Linked DNA regions of Mus musculus: region 1 is linked to region 2. A link is a contact called in public Hi-C data. All regions are on one chromosome and are shown on one strand. The core of a region is the stretch at or near the end of the contact, and the rest is flanking DNA. Distances in the headings are between cores, read along the strand shown.

Region 1 (7,062 bases), core at 3,027-5,526, 380 kb after region 2:
AGTGAGAACATCTAGGTCCTGCCCTACTCTGAGCCTTTCTGACAAGGTTCATGAGTGAGCACTCTATGCGGCACCATCAGAGACACCCTGCTGGCAGTCAGGAGACTAAGTCTTCCAGAAGCTAATACTGAAAGCCAGGGAGGAGGACAGTGGGATTTCTGACCCCACATACTCTCCAAGATGTCGTGTAGACACTCCCCTGAGCCCCATTAAAACCCTTTCTCCTGGCACGAAGTCGGGAGGGGCACACCTCAGCTTCCTGTTCTGACACCACATGATGTTTGCACCTGCTGATCTCACCTTCTCCCGACATATTTAAATGAAATGGGAGGGGTGCTCAGAATTCTGTGTGAACTCTAAGAAAGGCTGTGAATGAGCTAATTACCCCTGGTTCTCCTAAACCTGCATTTTACACCTCTTTGTAACAGCAGCTGCAGCTGCACTGGGGGAAAAGAACCCATCTGAATATGAAGCTTCAGATGACTTCAGCATGACCATGCTGCTACCTAGCCCCACTCACAACTCCCAGCCCCAACAACTCGTCCATGTTCTCTTGAAAGATTCTCTATTTGAGGGGAACCATCCTTGGGAGAGAAGATCCTCGTGGGGCTTATGGGATGGGAACAATCTCAGCCCATCAGCCAGAGGCTCTCTGACCATGAGAAGTCTAGGGAAGATGAGCCAATCAATTCTGTCCTTGTTCCTGTGCACTCAAACAGTGCCTTCTCTAGATTTCCTGCATCTGTCACAGACTATTACAGCTAAAGAAGGACTCCCCAAGTCCATAACTACACCCACACATCTCTGCCACCCCAGTCCTCCTTCTCTTTGGCCATATCTTCAGAGTGAAGGAAGACATATGGACACAACCCTAGCATAACACCACCAGCAACAGTATCTGGAGAGCTAAACACAACCTCCACTACTCGAAAGACTACAGCTCGTGTAGGCCCATGTTTCCATTGTTCTTAAGACATTCATTTTGTCACGCTGAGTTGAGTGAGTAAGGATTGGTGGTGCTTTGTTGTGAATTTCTGCATATAGCTGAAGAAAGAGTTTGTAAGGCAAGATAATTCTTGGCCTTATTCAACTGTCATCCATTCCTGCAGGCACAGGTCATCATATTAATGTAAGTGTGTCCTATTTCCTATCTCCTTTGACTTTCCAATCAAGCAGACCACATACTCCAAGGACCAAGACCAAGGACAGGAGTGAGTGGCCCCTAACTTTGGCACCATGTGAGTCCCGCCCCCTGCCATCAAGGCCTTAGGTTTTCCCAAGGAAAACCAAGAACTGCTGGAGTCACAGAGAGAGCAGCTGGTCTTTTTCTCTGTGTTGCCTCCTTCCCATGTCAACCCAGAAGAAACTGCAGGTGGCACCAGAGTAGCCTGCGAAGGCTGAGGAAGGATGGAGGAAGAAAGCAGAAAATGAAAGTCAATGTGTAAGGGTCCCTGCCCTCCAGGCTGCTCATAGCTGCTCATAGCTGCTCATAGCTGCTCATAGCTGCTCACAGCTGCTCATAGCTGCTCATAGCTGCTCATAACTGCTCATAGCTGCTCATAGCTCATAGCCTGTTCGAGGTTTCCTACTGATGGAGGAGCAGGGGCACTCTACCTCAGGCTGAGAGAACTGGGACAAGGCAGCACCCCTGCCCTTCAGGAGCTTGTCTGTCTCTATCTCCCTCATTAATCCCACCCAGTGGAAGATGACCGGAACCCCTTTCCAATGTGGGTGACTGACACTCAGCTGTTGTTCTGTCTCATAAATATCACAAATAATTTAAAGGAATAAGTCAATTTTTTTTTAAAAAATGGAATCTAGATCAGAGACAATGCAAAGCTAAGCATTGGAGCATTTTATGCAGTAACAGTGGAGTGAGCACTTTGAAACTTTGAAGCTGAAAAGCACTTCTCTGTACATTGTCCACATGGCAATTCTCCCATCCCTGTGTTCACCATCTGGAGGTATTCTGCATGGGGACTGTTGTCCCTGTCTTCAAGAGGAGAAGACTAAAGCTTAGGTAATTCCATGGTTTAACATTGGCCACATAGATAGTCCCTACAGCAGAATTATACTTGATCCCACTCTCCTCCCAAATTCAGTGTTCATGTGAACAAACTATTCAAATGGGCAGACATGAAAGCTAATAAAACATCTTGAATTCAAAAAGAAGAAGAAGAAGAAGAAGAAGAAGAAGAAGAAGAAGAAGAAGAAGAAGAAGAAGAAGAAGAAGAAGATTCTAGAGTGATTAGACTGTCAACTCCAAAAGAGCTCAGACTGGAGACAAATTGAGAACAGTAAGAAAGTAAGATACTCATATAATGCAGGACAGGAATGGTAGCTCAGTGCTTAGCACAAGAGCAGCTCAGGTGTGGTAAGGCCTCAGCATAGCCACCACTTACCATTCTCAGGAACTGGCCCAAGGCTCCTTAGGATGAACCGGTCCAATGGAATCTCTCTGACTGCTTCAATAGGATTACTGGGCAGATCAATCAGGACAATGCTCAGCATTTGGTACTGGTTGATTAGCAAAGCACGCCGACATCCTACTGTCACAGTGGCAGAGAGGACCACGTGGAGTTTCTGTCACTTGAAAACATCTTTTCCAAATTCTATTGATCAGTAGATGAAACGCTGAATTGCAACATACCAACTTTGCTACTAGAACCCACGTGCCCAAGGGCAATGGACACAACTTCTCTGTGATTCCACTTCTTCATTAATGAAGTAATGACAGCAACCACCTCAGAAGAACAGTGGTTGATTGCCAGATTGCAGATGGGATGCAAGAACAGAAAAGCAAATACATAGAAGGATATATGTGTATATATACATATGTATGTATGTACATATGTATATGTGTGTGAGTGTGTATGTGTATGTAGCTGTTGATGCTATTATGTTATACATTCAAACTTCATAAAGGCAGTTCTATCATTATGTTGTTTCTTCTCACTCAGCAATTTTTATCAACAGTTTAAATGGGAAAAATGTAGAGAACAAGGTCAATTGTCCATATGCAGATCTGGGAAGGACTCCCACAGGTTTCATGTCTGACAGTGGTATGGCCTGGGGACATACCATTCTCAGAATTTTCACCAATCCTGTGCCTTCTGTCCTGAGCTACTCTACAGAGGAGCAGACCAGTTACAGCTGTATGTTCTGTTCAGAGTGTCCCATTTTAAAAAGTAATACTGAGACAAAAGGTCAATGGCTATGTGTGGTTATCATCAAAGCAAGTGATACAAATGTATGAAAATGTCATAACACAAGATATTACTATAATCAGCATACACTGATGTATGAGAAGAAACTATGTTGAAATTCAGGAAGGCAGAAACATAGCAAGGCATTGAGAGATGACATCAGATGAAAAGTTACCTATGTTTGGAGGCTGGGCCAAAGCACTTGCCACACAAAACTGGAAATCTGAGTTCAGACCCTCAGAACCCGAGTAAAGCTAGGTATGATCACTCATGCCTGTGATCCCAGCACTCCTACACTGAGATGGGTGTGGCAGAAACAGAAGAATCCCTAGAAGGTCATGGACCAGCTAAGCTGCTATACCAACAGAGACCTTATCTCCAACAATGAGGACCAACAACTGAGGTTGTCCTCTGGCCCCACACAGGCACACCATAGCACATGTGTTTCCATAGCCACATATGTGAATACACATACACACAAAAAGATACATAAAAAACAAAAGAATGAATGTTTTGTTTGGTGACATCATTTAGACGACGGCATTCGTGCTCTGTTTACTGCATGGCTTTTGAGAGGCTGGATCAAGTCAGGAAGGGAGAGATTTTGCCAAAGAGAAAAAGAGAAATCTAATTCAACAATGAAATAGTGTGTTCTGTTCTGTTCTATAATGAACTTCATATCATAATCATTGTCAACTCAGGGGCTTAGTGTCCAGTTGTCAGGGATGCTGATGAGTTAGAAGCTCTTAAATACATCCCCCGACTCTCAGGTCTGTGGTATTAGCCCCTCTCCCCTGCACAGAGTTCTCTTCTGCATATACTTTCCCCTACCAAGGTCTCTGTGGAGCTCCGAATCCCACAAGTTTATGGGTCTATGAGATACATATTAAACAATGAAGGATTGATTCGGCTGTCTAGATGCCTGTCAGTTCTGAAGATTTCAACACTGTAGCAAGTGACGCTCTGGAATCCTAGAAGAATCGCCAAGAGTATCAGGAGCTTAAGCTTCAGGCAGCCTACATTGGGGACCTCAGTTGCACAGGCCAAACGCTGCATCACCGCCTCCCCCAACCACCCACTATCACCATGGCAACCATCAGGGCTGCCTGCCTAGGCAAGGCTCTTGGATTCAGGCAGGGGGAGGCCCAGTTTTTCCTGTGATTTCTCAAAGTAGTAGGCCCTAAGGGGAAGCAGGTAGGAGGGTCCAAGAGGGAGAGTTTATTCTATTCTTCCCCAACAAGATGCCTTGGGCCCACCTCAATACAGGGTCAGGCTATTACTTGACCTTATCATCTTCTTAGTCCAACCAAAAGAACAGGAGAAGGAGCCACTAGGGAATCTCAATATTTTTAGAAGCACGTCACTTAGCAACCTAAATGTCCCATTCTTTTCCACCCTTCCCAAAGCCCAGGGAAATAAATACAGTATTGAGGACTCCAGTATTTGGCTCCAATGCAGCACGAAGATGTAGTAATAATAATACTTTCTATTTTTGTAGAAATAAAGCTTGCCTTCCAAGGAGCTCCAAAAGTCTTGCTAAAATTAAGACACCAATCTCTCACACCCAGCCCCCTCTCCCTCTCTCTGCAAACTGCCCAGGGATGACTAGTTCCATGCCACGTGACTAAAGCCCAGAGCCAGCAGGGACTTTTACGTGTGGACTCTAAGACACAGAGCAGGAAGAATTCCTCTCCTGGTGCATTACTATCTGCCACAGAGGAACAGCACTCACTTACAGAGTAAGAATAGGAAACATCGGGGTTTCCCAGGCGATTGCCAGCATAGCCTTTCTACATTTCCTTTGACCCAGAGAACCATTTTCTTCTTCCAGAATCTCTGTCTTCCTTCATTTCCCTTTAATGGTCTCCAACAACCACCCTGCTAGAGACCTGGATCTGCCCATGCACTGTTGACTTCGACTCAGGTCACCAGTCTCTTCCCATCTCTCTCTCTCTCTCTCTCTCTCTCTCTCTCTCTCTCTCTCTCTCTCTCTCTCTCTCTCTCTCTGTATCTCTCTCTCTCTCTAGGAATCCAGGAAGAATCTAGCCCCTATCTACTGTTCCAACAGCCACCATATAATGATAGATCCCAGAAGTCCAAGGTCCCCTGCCTTAAACTCCAGTGCTCCTATAAGAGTGCTACCCAATGGTTCAAACAGCACATTGAACTCACAGAGCCAAAACCATCCTCAAAGCTCCACACTTCAGACTGCTCCTTATCCAGAATGTTAACACACCTCAATATAGGGAGTCACCCCCCAGCCTGAGGTTCAACTTTGATTCCCCCTTCCCCCCATCCTCTAGGGTTAAATGTCAATAAATGTCTCTCGTATCAGTCCCCTTCCTCTTTGGTTCCATTGGCTCAATCCAGTTCAGTAACCCTCATGTTAGTGGGGGGCTCCATTTCTTAATTCTGTAAGATGAGTTAGATTTGTAAGATCCCTGGGGCTTGAAATCAATGCAGATCAATTCCTTGTAGCTGGATTTAGCTATTTGGTGGGTTCTTTCTTCTAACATTCTCCACTCCTTTTCCACCCTTTAAACCCCTAGTAGTAAATTGGAGAGAAAAAGGGATAAAGATGAGAGAGGAAAGAGATTCCTGAACGAAGTTAGTTGTCAGAGAGCAGGTGATGTTCTATCAGAATACTTTCTGTTGACCAGGGCCATTGAGTTGCGGTAAGTTTGTTCTTTATCATCAGAATATCCACTGTCTTCTTGTTTCTTCTTTGCACATGGCTACTTAACAAACCTTGAGCAAAATCAAACAACAAACCACCAACAACCCACCCCACCTCTCTGGGCCCTAGCATTTATACATGCACTGAAAAATTCCAGCAACTCCTAACATCACATAATCAAAGAAATGACCTGCAGCTGGCAAAACCATGGCTCTGCTAACGCTCAAGGCAAATCAGAGTCAGCTGCTGAGGACAATCTGAAGTAGCCCCATATCTCACACCTGAGATTAAAACAAAACTATATTCTTATAAGAAACCAAATGTCCAGCATTCTCACTAATTCCTTGTTCTGGCTAGCTCTTTGTTTCTGTTCCTCTCAGACATGCTTGTTTTCCCCAGACCACTTCCATCTGAGTATTCAGAAAAGGCTACTATGCCTTGTTATCTAGATGGGGCATTGTTTTCTGTGCCACAACATAAACAATACAAATGCCATCTCTTCATTATCTGGGCTAATGGAAGAAGCAGCCTAGCCAACTAAATATGATGGATAAGACCAAGGTAATTGATTGTATACTTGGCTTTGAGATGTGGTTATAGGCATGCCCAGATACACAACTACCTCTGCCCATCTGGAAATCATCCCAAACCCTCCCAGCCTGGCCTTAGTCCCAGTCTGGGGTTTGGCCACATTGTAAAAGGAGGCTATGAGATGGGCAGACAGAACACATATGAATTAGAAGTTAACTATGTCAATACTTAGAGCATCCAATTTAGCTACCTGATATTGAGCAAAATAACATGACACACTTCATGGCCAAAGACTCCCATGAGCCATACAAAGAAAGTCTATTTATTTCCTCCAGAAACTCAAAATCCAGGAGGAGGCAGGAGTCTGTTCGTAATGACCCACACTATCTGAGCAAAAACAAAGATGCTAATAAAGTATTGTGAAAACAGAAGGGGAGGACGTGTCCGTGACTCTAGCTAGGGGACTCTAGGAAGCCTCAGTTCAACAATTAAGAAAAGCTATCACTGCTGTGAGTGGAAAGGTCTTTATTATATCTAGTAACTCAAATGTGAGGCTTTCTAGACTTGCCCTTGATACTCTGTGAATTAAGCATACAGTTGGTTCTAGCCTCTGCCTGGAGCTATGCGATACGTCATTGAGACAGTTTT
Region 2 (6,954 bases), core at 1,577-4,076:
TGTGGTTAGTATTTTTCTCCACTGTGATCACAGAAAGTACATTTTAGAATTTAGCTTGACCAATGAGCCACTATTCTGCACCACCGGACTCAGTCTTTTTCTGACAACCAGCCCATCTTAAGGGGCCCGGCCAGTCTTCCATCTTCCATGGCTCACTCAGAGGTATCTCCCTGCATCCTAGACATGATCCCTGCAGAGCCCTCAAATCTGGAGGCTGCTCACCTCTCCAGATCTTGCCACACTCCCAGGCTCCAGGAAGGCTTCCTCCACCCACCACTCAGCACCAAGCTTTGGGTAATTATATACAATGCTTCCTCTGTCCTGGAGGTAGCTGCTGCTTTTCTCCATCCACAGAATTGCATCTTTACGTTTTAGTTTGTTATTCATGTTTTTAAAAGCCAAATGGTTCCAAACCTTGTTACAAAAAATAAAATATCTGCAACCTTTCCCAGGGACAGCCCACTTTTGCTATTCTTTGGACATTCATTTTCATTCTGCAGAATAACTTCCACATGAATCTCTTTGTTCTCCACTCTTGGAGACTCTCTATTAAGTTCTCACTATGAAAGAGGAAGATTTCTCTCTCTCTTTAGCACCTCCTTCCCCTGCCTCCACAATTTTCCTTTCCCCAACCTCCCAGAAGACTTATATCATCGTTTTTTAGTGAGATCTGTGTTCAGTGTTTACATAATTATGACTGTATTCACAGCATGCCCCTGTAGTAAAAGCACCATTACATTTCCTTTCTTGTACAACTTTTAATTTTCCCTGGAGTTAATAATTGTCCCAATTCTTCATTTGTGTACGTTCCTGTTCACTCAGCATCAATTTTTACCTACACATTTTCCACGTATGTAAATTTCTTCTCAATGTATTATGCACCACACATTAATTCCATCATTTTAACCTTGGAATGATCTAGATGCCTTCTCTCTTTCTTCTTCAGTCTGTGCTGTTTGCACTACAGACCTGCCAAGCACCTGTCTGTCTCAGTTTTCATCACCATCCCAGAATCTTCTTTTCCCCTTGCTTGCGCTGGATCGTTTCTTCTTGGATCCCATATTGTCTCATCTTATTATTCTTCCCTCTGTTTGCGAGACCACACCCTAGAGAAACATATAAAGGACATTAAATATTGAAAATTTCAGAGCCTGAAAATGGACTTATTCTCCCTTGATATTTGATTGACAGTTTGCCCACATATAGACTCCTGAATTGGCGTTATTTTTCTTCATAATTTTAAAATCAGTGTCTCACTTCTAATTTCTGGTGTCATTGCCAATGGACCAGTGGTCAGTGAAGAGAAGACACTGAGGCCCGCCATGGGCATTGTTGCCTCTTGATCCTCTGTGTGTGACTTTGCTGAAAGCAGGAAGGGGCTTCTTTCTCATGGAGTGTGAAGTTTTTACAGTGATATCCCTTGAAGTGAGGTTTTGCTCGTCACTGGTGCTGTCCACCTCATGCTCCTCGGCAATCCACGTGGTCCTTCCCTGGAGACCTGGGAAAGTGGGACTCATTCTGACTTTGTTCTTCTTCCTTTGGGAATTTCTTAGTATTTGAAGCTGTTTTTCTAATTTAATATTATTCATTTCTTGTATTCTTTGTCTTTGTATGTTTTTGTTCTGTGAGGAATTTTTTCAAGGTTATCTGCCAAGTATATGTTCATGCTTTCAAAGTTTTCACTTCAGAGAGAGCTTTAATATTTGATTTTTGAATGTTCCCTCATTTTAAAAGAGAACACTATGTTTGTTTCAACAATAAAACTCTTGAAAAAATATTGATTCTCTCTCTCCCCCATCTGTACACACACACACACACACACACACACACACAAACACACACACACACACACAGAGAGAGAGAGAGAGAGAGAGAGAGAGAGAGAGAGAGAGAGAGAGAGAGAGAGAATGTCTTTGTCTTGAAAGTCTTCTAAATACCTTTTTAAAAAATTTTCTTTTCTTAAAACGATGTTGTGGGCTAAGGAGGTTTTGGTATGAGAGAGCCTTTTCTCAAACATCTGGAAGTTCTGGTCTGTCCTTTCGAGATGAAAAGCAGGCACCGAGAAGCTCCTTGCTGGCGAATGGGAGCTGTCAACTATAAATAGCTTCATTGTTAGGAGACCTGGCTAGGCTGCTTCACTGTGGACCATGTCCTGTTGTGATAGCAGGGATGGCCTAGGTAGTAAGGCTCTGGCTGCAGATGCAGAAGGCTCTTAAATCCTGCCTGAGAGTCCCAGGAGTCCTGTTGTTAGGAAAGCATCTCTGGCTTTCCTGTTCCCTGTCTCCATCCCAGCAACCCTCTAGTCCACTCCATGGAGTCCTTTGCTATGGCGCAAGAGCAAAGCCTTGGACATGTAGAGAGTAAGAAGATGCCACTGGATGCTTCCTGCCTCTTAAACCAGTTGTCAGCCATTTCTCCTATGTCCATCTTTATTTTCCACCCTTGTTGTTGGACGTCTCTTGTGCTTTCCTGGGCTCTACTGTTCAGTTGCTTCTGCTGCCAGCTAAAAGCTCAGCCTTCGGAGCTTTGCAGAGTCTGTTAGCAAGAGTCCATCTGCTTTGCTTGTTTGTTTGATATTATTTCCTTTCCTTTGTTTGTGTCCCCCAAGATGTATTCCTTTTGAAAAAGATCCCTGTGTTGTTTCTGGTAAGGTTTCTAGAGACAGAGAAGATCTGTCTGCTCAGGCCACCAGTCTTCAGGAAGCATATAACTAGCCATGTGGCAGAATCTCCTATTGGGACCTTTGCCAGAGGCTTCTACATCTACAGGCTCGGCACCTTCCTTCTTGATAGTGTGTCTGTGTCTGAACCTTGTACAGAGCACTCTGCTTGCATATATAACATGATTACATAAGGCGTTTGGATCTTCTCACTGGATTATAAACTGCTTGAGTAAAGAAGTCCTGTTAGCTATTTTTACATCCTTAAGATCTAGCACACAACCAGGCGCCTGCATGCCCAAGGAAGGCATGTTGAAGTGAGCAGAAACTGTATGCCGTTTTCTGTGAGTGAACTCAACTATATAAAGAGAAGTCTAGTTATTTGATGGCAGGAAGCCCCCAAATTAAGTGTTTTCCCAGATCCTTTTTCCTCGCTCATGGAATGATGAGTAGTGGGATTTTAGACTAAAGTTTGCCTAAGAAACTGCCCTTTTAATCTAGGACATGCAGAGGAAAGGGTTACTCACCCCAGGAACTATGGTGATCATGAATCAAAGAAATGAAGGGCTGATTTTTGTCAGTGAGTTATTCAGGTGTCCTGGTTGCAGAGAGAGAGGTGTTTATGATCACTATCTCTTGTATAACAGGTGTTGTATCACAGTGTGATTTGGAATGAGTGTTCTATACTCTTCTGTTCCCTCATGGCCTCAGAGCATACTTAGCCTAGCATGTCCTAGTAAAGAGCATATCTTCACAGGCAAGGCTGCTCAGAGCTAGGTGTAGATGAAGAGCCTCGGAAGTTTGTGGGACCAATCATCACATCAAGAGGATCTTGGGCTCAAGTCTCCCTACTGGGACTCCAGCTAAAAGTAACAGTTTGGGATGCCAACTGGGTTGACCATGAACACTGTTTCTTCCCCTAAAGTCAAGTCATCAAACAGGATAACTCTTTCTGGTAACTAAGAAGCCACCGGCAGCTATTTCAACAGCTGGACCTTGATCTTTCAGTTGAAGAATCTAGACTTTGCAAAACTGGCTTGGGTTAGCAGACTGAACATCTGGGAGGTCCACAGAGTTATGGAAGTCTTTGGAAGTCACGGGAGCCCCGTCTAGGCAGGATGGACAGGCAGTGGAAGAATAGGAAGCAGCAGCAGGGAGATGAGAAGCCAGATCGCACCTGCAGGCTCACAATGGGCATCTGCTCTTCGGACTGAGCTGAAGAGGCAATGATGTGCAACTTAAATGAACAAGTCCTACCAAAACACCTAAGTCTTCGCACGATTTTTCTCTGCTGAATGATCTGGGCTTCAGAAGTATTCTTTCTTAAGATCCCATGTTCCCATTTGCATCTAGTGCTTCATGCTGCGGTGTGTCACTTCACTTCAGATGGCAGCTTACCACTCACGGTGGTGACAGTGTTTAGCCAGAACTGGAGAAGAAGCATTGGAGAGAACAAGTGAAGGAAATCAAGACGCTCTAGACACGTCTGGGGAAACACCCCTGTCAGGAATCTGTCGGCCTAGTTGGGTCATTGCCATGACATCACATGCAGTTATAAAATACAGGCAGCTCTGTGAGCCAGGATGATTGACCAGGTGGACATGCACACACACACACACACACACACACACACACACACACACACACACACACACACACACACGCCTGGAAGAAACTAGACTTCCACAGCCAGAACAGCCTCACCAAGGAGAGCAACTGCAATTCTGGAATGGACATGCATGATTCAGCCTCTCCAGTCTCCTTTTATTTATTTTCCTTTTCTTTATAATCAGTTTCAACAACAAATGAAATTTAGACATAGATCTGAATGTCACTGAATTGCAAATACAGCGTTGCCCTCAGAAAACCCAGATACTCTTGAAGGAAAGGCCAAATGAGGATACAGATCTTCCAGTGGCGGATCAGACCACCCAAGCTGTGGCCTCCATTGGGTGACTCTTCCCTGTTGAGATCATGGGTGAGAACAGGGGCATGCATGTAAACAAAAAAAGCCCGTTGATAGATGTGATCCTGGGCAGGTGAATTAACGTCTTTAAACCTTAGTTTCCATACTTGATAAGGCAGGAAAAAATACCATTATTTCATAGGCTCCCTCTGAATGTTATCCAGGACACAGGCACAGGGAACCTCACACAGAGCTTGCAACTGCTTGTCCAGAGAATGCCAGGAAAAAAATGAGGATTTCTTCAGTTCCTTCTTGTGGCTTCCTATTGTGTGATCAGGAAGTGTAGGACATCCCTCAGCCACTCTGAAGACACTTTTCTGGATGTGGTGAAAGAAGTCTCTCAAAGAAAGTGAGGGAATACAAAGTCTTTCATATCTTCCAAGGAGGGAGAGCCAAGAAAGCATTCATGAGCACCACTACCAATGCTCAGCACCGCTCCCCAAGAAGCCGTGCAGTGGATACCCAATGCAGACTGCAGAGGTTTCGAGGCCTTTTTTGCTTCCAATCCACTTGACTTTGGATAAGTCCGACTCTTTGAGGTGCTGGAAAGTCTCCATCTGCTGAAATTGTACCATCAACTCTTTCCTAGAAAGTTATTAGAATTAAAGAAGGTCAGATAATCTGGAAATGCCTGGCACCCTGCACATAGAAGGCATTCATGATGAATGGCAGTTTCTTCCCCTCCCATGGCTCTTCCTTTATGGCCTGCTCATGAATCTCTAATGCATAATTCACAATCCAGATGCCAGTTCAGACAAAAACATCGAGAGATGGCAGAATCACCATTAAATAACATCTTAATAGCCCAGAAAAACCGAGGCTAGAGAAATATGAGATCAAGTTCAATAAGGCTCGATGTGAAACTGGCATTCTGTTTCCAGATTCACTGAGTGCTCAAGTGCAGGATGGATTTGTGAGTGTGGGAGCATCTGAGCATAGCTCCCAGCTCAGGCTTCAATGACAGAAGTATCAAATCTCATTTCCTGGAGTTCATGGGTCTGCTGTGGTCACCACAGGGCAGACGGTCCCTAGAGCATTCTGGGAGCCATGGCTTTTAGAAAGAAGCCCTGATGCGCCACAGCCTCTCCAGGGATGCAGTCAGTGTGGTGACTGTTGTGAGGACTGATTGAAAGCATCGGAGAGTGCTATTAGCTTAGGAAATAGAAGACGACGGCAAGCCATACCATCTATTTCTTTATTTAAAAGATTATTTCATGAAAGAGGGACCAGATGGGTGGCGTGTCCTAAGGGAAACCGATGTGAAGTTGGAAGCTTCAAGAAGAAATATTTAGCTCTAAAAATCCTTTCATTTCTATGCTAATACAGACATCTCACAAGCATTGTTTAAATCAAGTATGTATCTGAAGTTTGACATGGTGGTCAGTAGACAGTGATGTGCCGCTAAACATTTAACAATTATCTCTTTGGAGGAAAGAAAAGAGAAAGCGGTGATTTATAGTATTTGCCACTCTCTATGATATAAATCCTTCTGCTTATGGATGTTTACAAGCGATCAATTTAAACTCTGACTTGAGGAGAGACATCATCAATTGGCACACTTCTGCCTACTGGAGGTTTAGACTCAAAGTCACAGGCATTAGTGCAAGAGAGCTGCGATTAAGTAGGATGAACTATTTTGATCAAGGTGTGACCTAGGTTCTTGGACCCGAGAGAGAAGAAAGTTTTGACTGAGCATTGCTAGTAGATATTGGCTAAGAGAAAGGTGAGGGGTGACATTCCAGACGGAAGAGGAAGCAAGTGCAAACATGTAACTATGAGAGGAGATGGTGAGCCTGGGCTAATGCACGGTGTTGCTTTGGATGGGGCCTGAAGAATGGAGCTGATTAGGGAATGCCAATACTGAAGGTGTATCCGTCAAAACATGTTAGTAAATTTTATCTTATTTCAATGGCACCCAGAGATTAGATTAAAGGTTTGCAAAGAGGATGGTGTCGTAAGTTTGATTTTAGGAAATTCAGTCCAAGGGAGAGATGGGAAAATGGGGTACGTTAGGTCAAGACTGGAAGCGAGATAGTGATTAGGAATCACTTGGTAGTGGAGTGCCCCTGGGAAATCAGAAGAAAGATACACATTGAAGTGATATCAGAAATATTAGAGCCAATAATACAAGATGAGGGGAGAGCAGGGCATGGTGCTTAACTAACAGTACACAATGAGGAAGGATGCTGAGTGAGGAAGGCTGTGCAGGCTAGTGTATGTAACATCCATCTTGTTAGAAAAGGTGGAGATAGAGCTTTTTTTTTTTTTAAGGACAGATAGTTGGAGAACCTCTGAAGGGCAATACTTAAGCTAAGACAGAAAATAATAC

Evidence for each region. A called contact is a pair of places that touch in the nucleus more often than the background predicts.
Region 1: a contact with region 2 is called in a Hi-C map of cortical neurons, with 1.7 times the contacts expected there. The contact joins two enhancer-like sites. A contact is called at or near these places in 1 of 15 datasets of contacts at CTCF or cohesin (pro-B cells), 1 of 484 Hi-C or Micro-C datasets (cortical neurons) and 1 of 9 other capture datasets (embryonic stem cells).

The regions. Positions count from the first base shown.
Region 1 is chr1:154,657,380-154,664,441 of GRCm38.p6, forward strand. All of the region lies in intron 3 of Cacna1e (calcium channel, voltage-dependent, R type, alpha 1E subunit), which reads right to left. Among named protein-coding and RNA genes, the nearest start is that of Cacna1e, 65 kb to the right of the region's middle. Within about 2 kb of position 4,277, at least 56 of the 459 cell types and tissues checked have an H3K27ac peak or open chromatin away from gene starts, as enhancers often do. A contact at or near this core is called in cortical neurons, where this site is marked.
Region 2 is chr1:154,283,480-154,290,433 of GRCm38.p6, forward strand. No RefSeq gene overlaps it. Among named protein-coding and RNA genes, the nearest start is that of Gm30465, 23 kb to the left of the region's middle. Within about 2 kb of position 2,827, at least 8 of the 459 cell types and tissues checked have an H3K27ac peak or open chromatin away from gene starts, as enhancers often do. A contact at or near this core is called in cortical neurons, where this site is marked.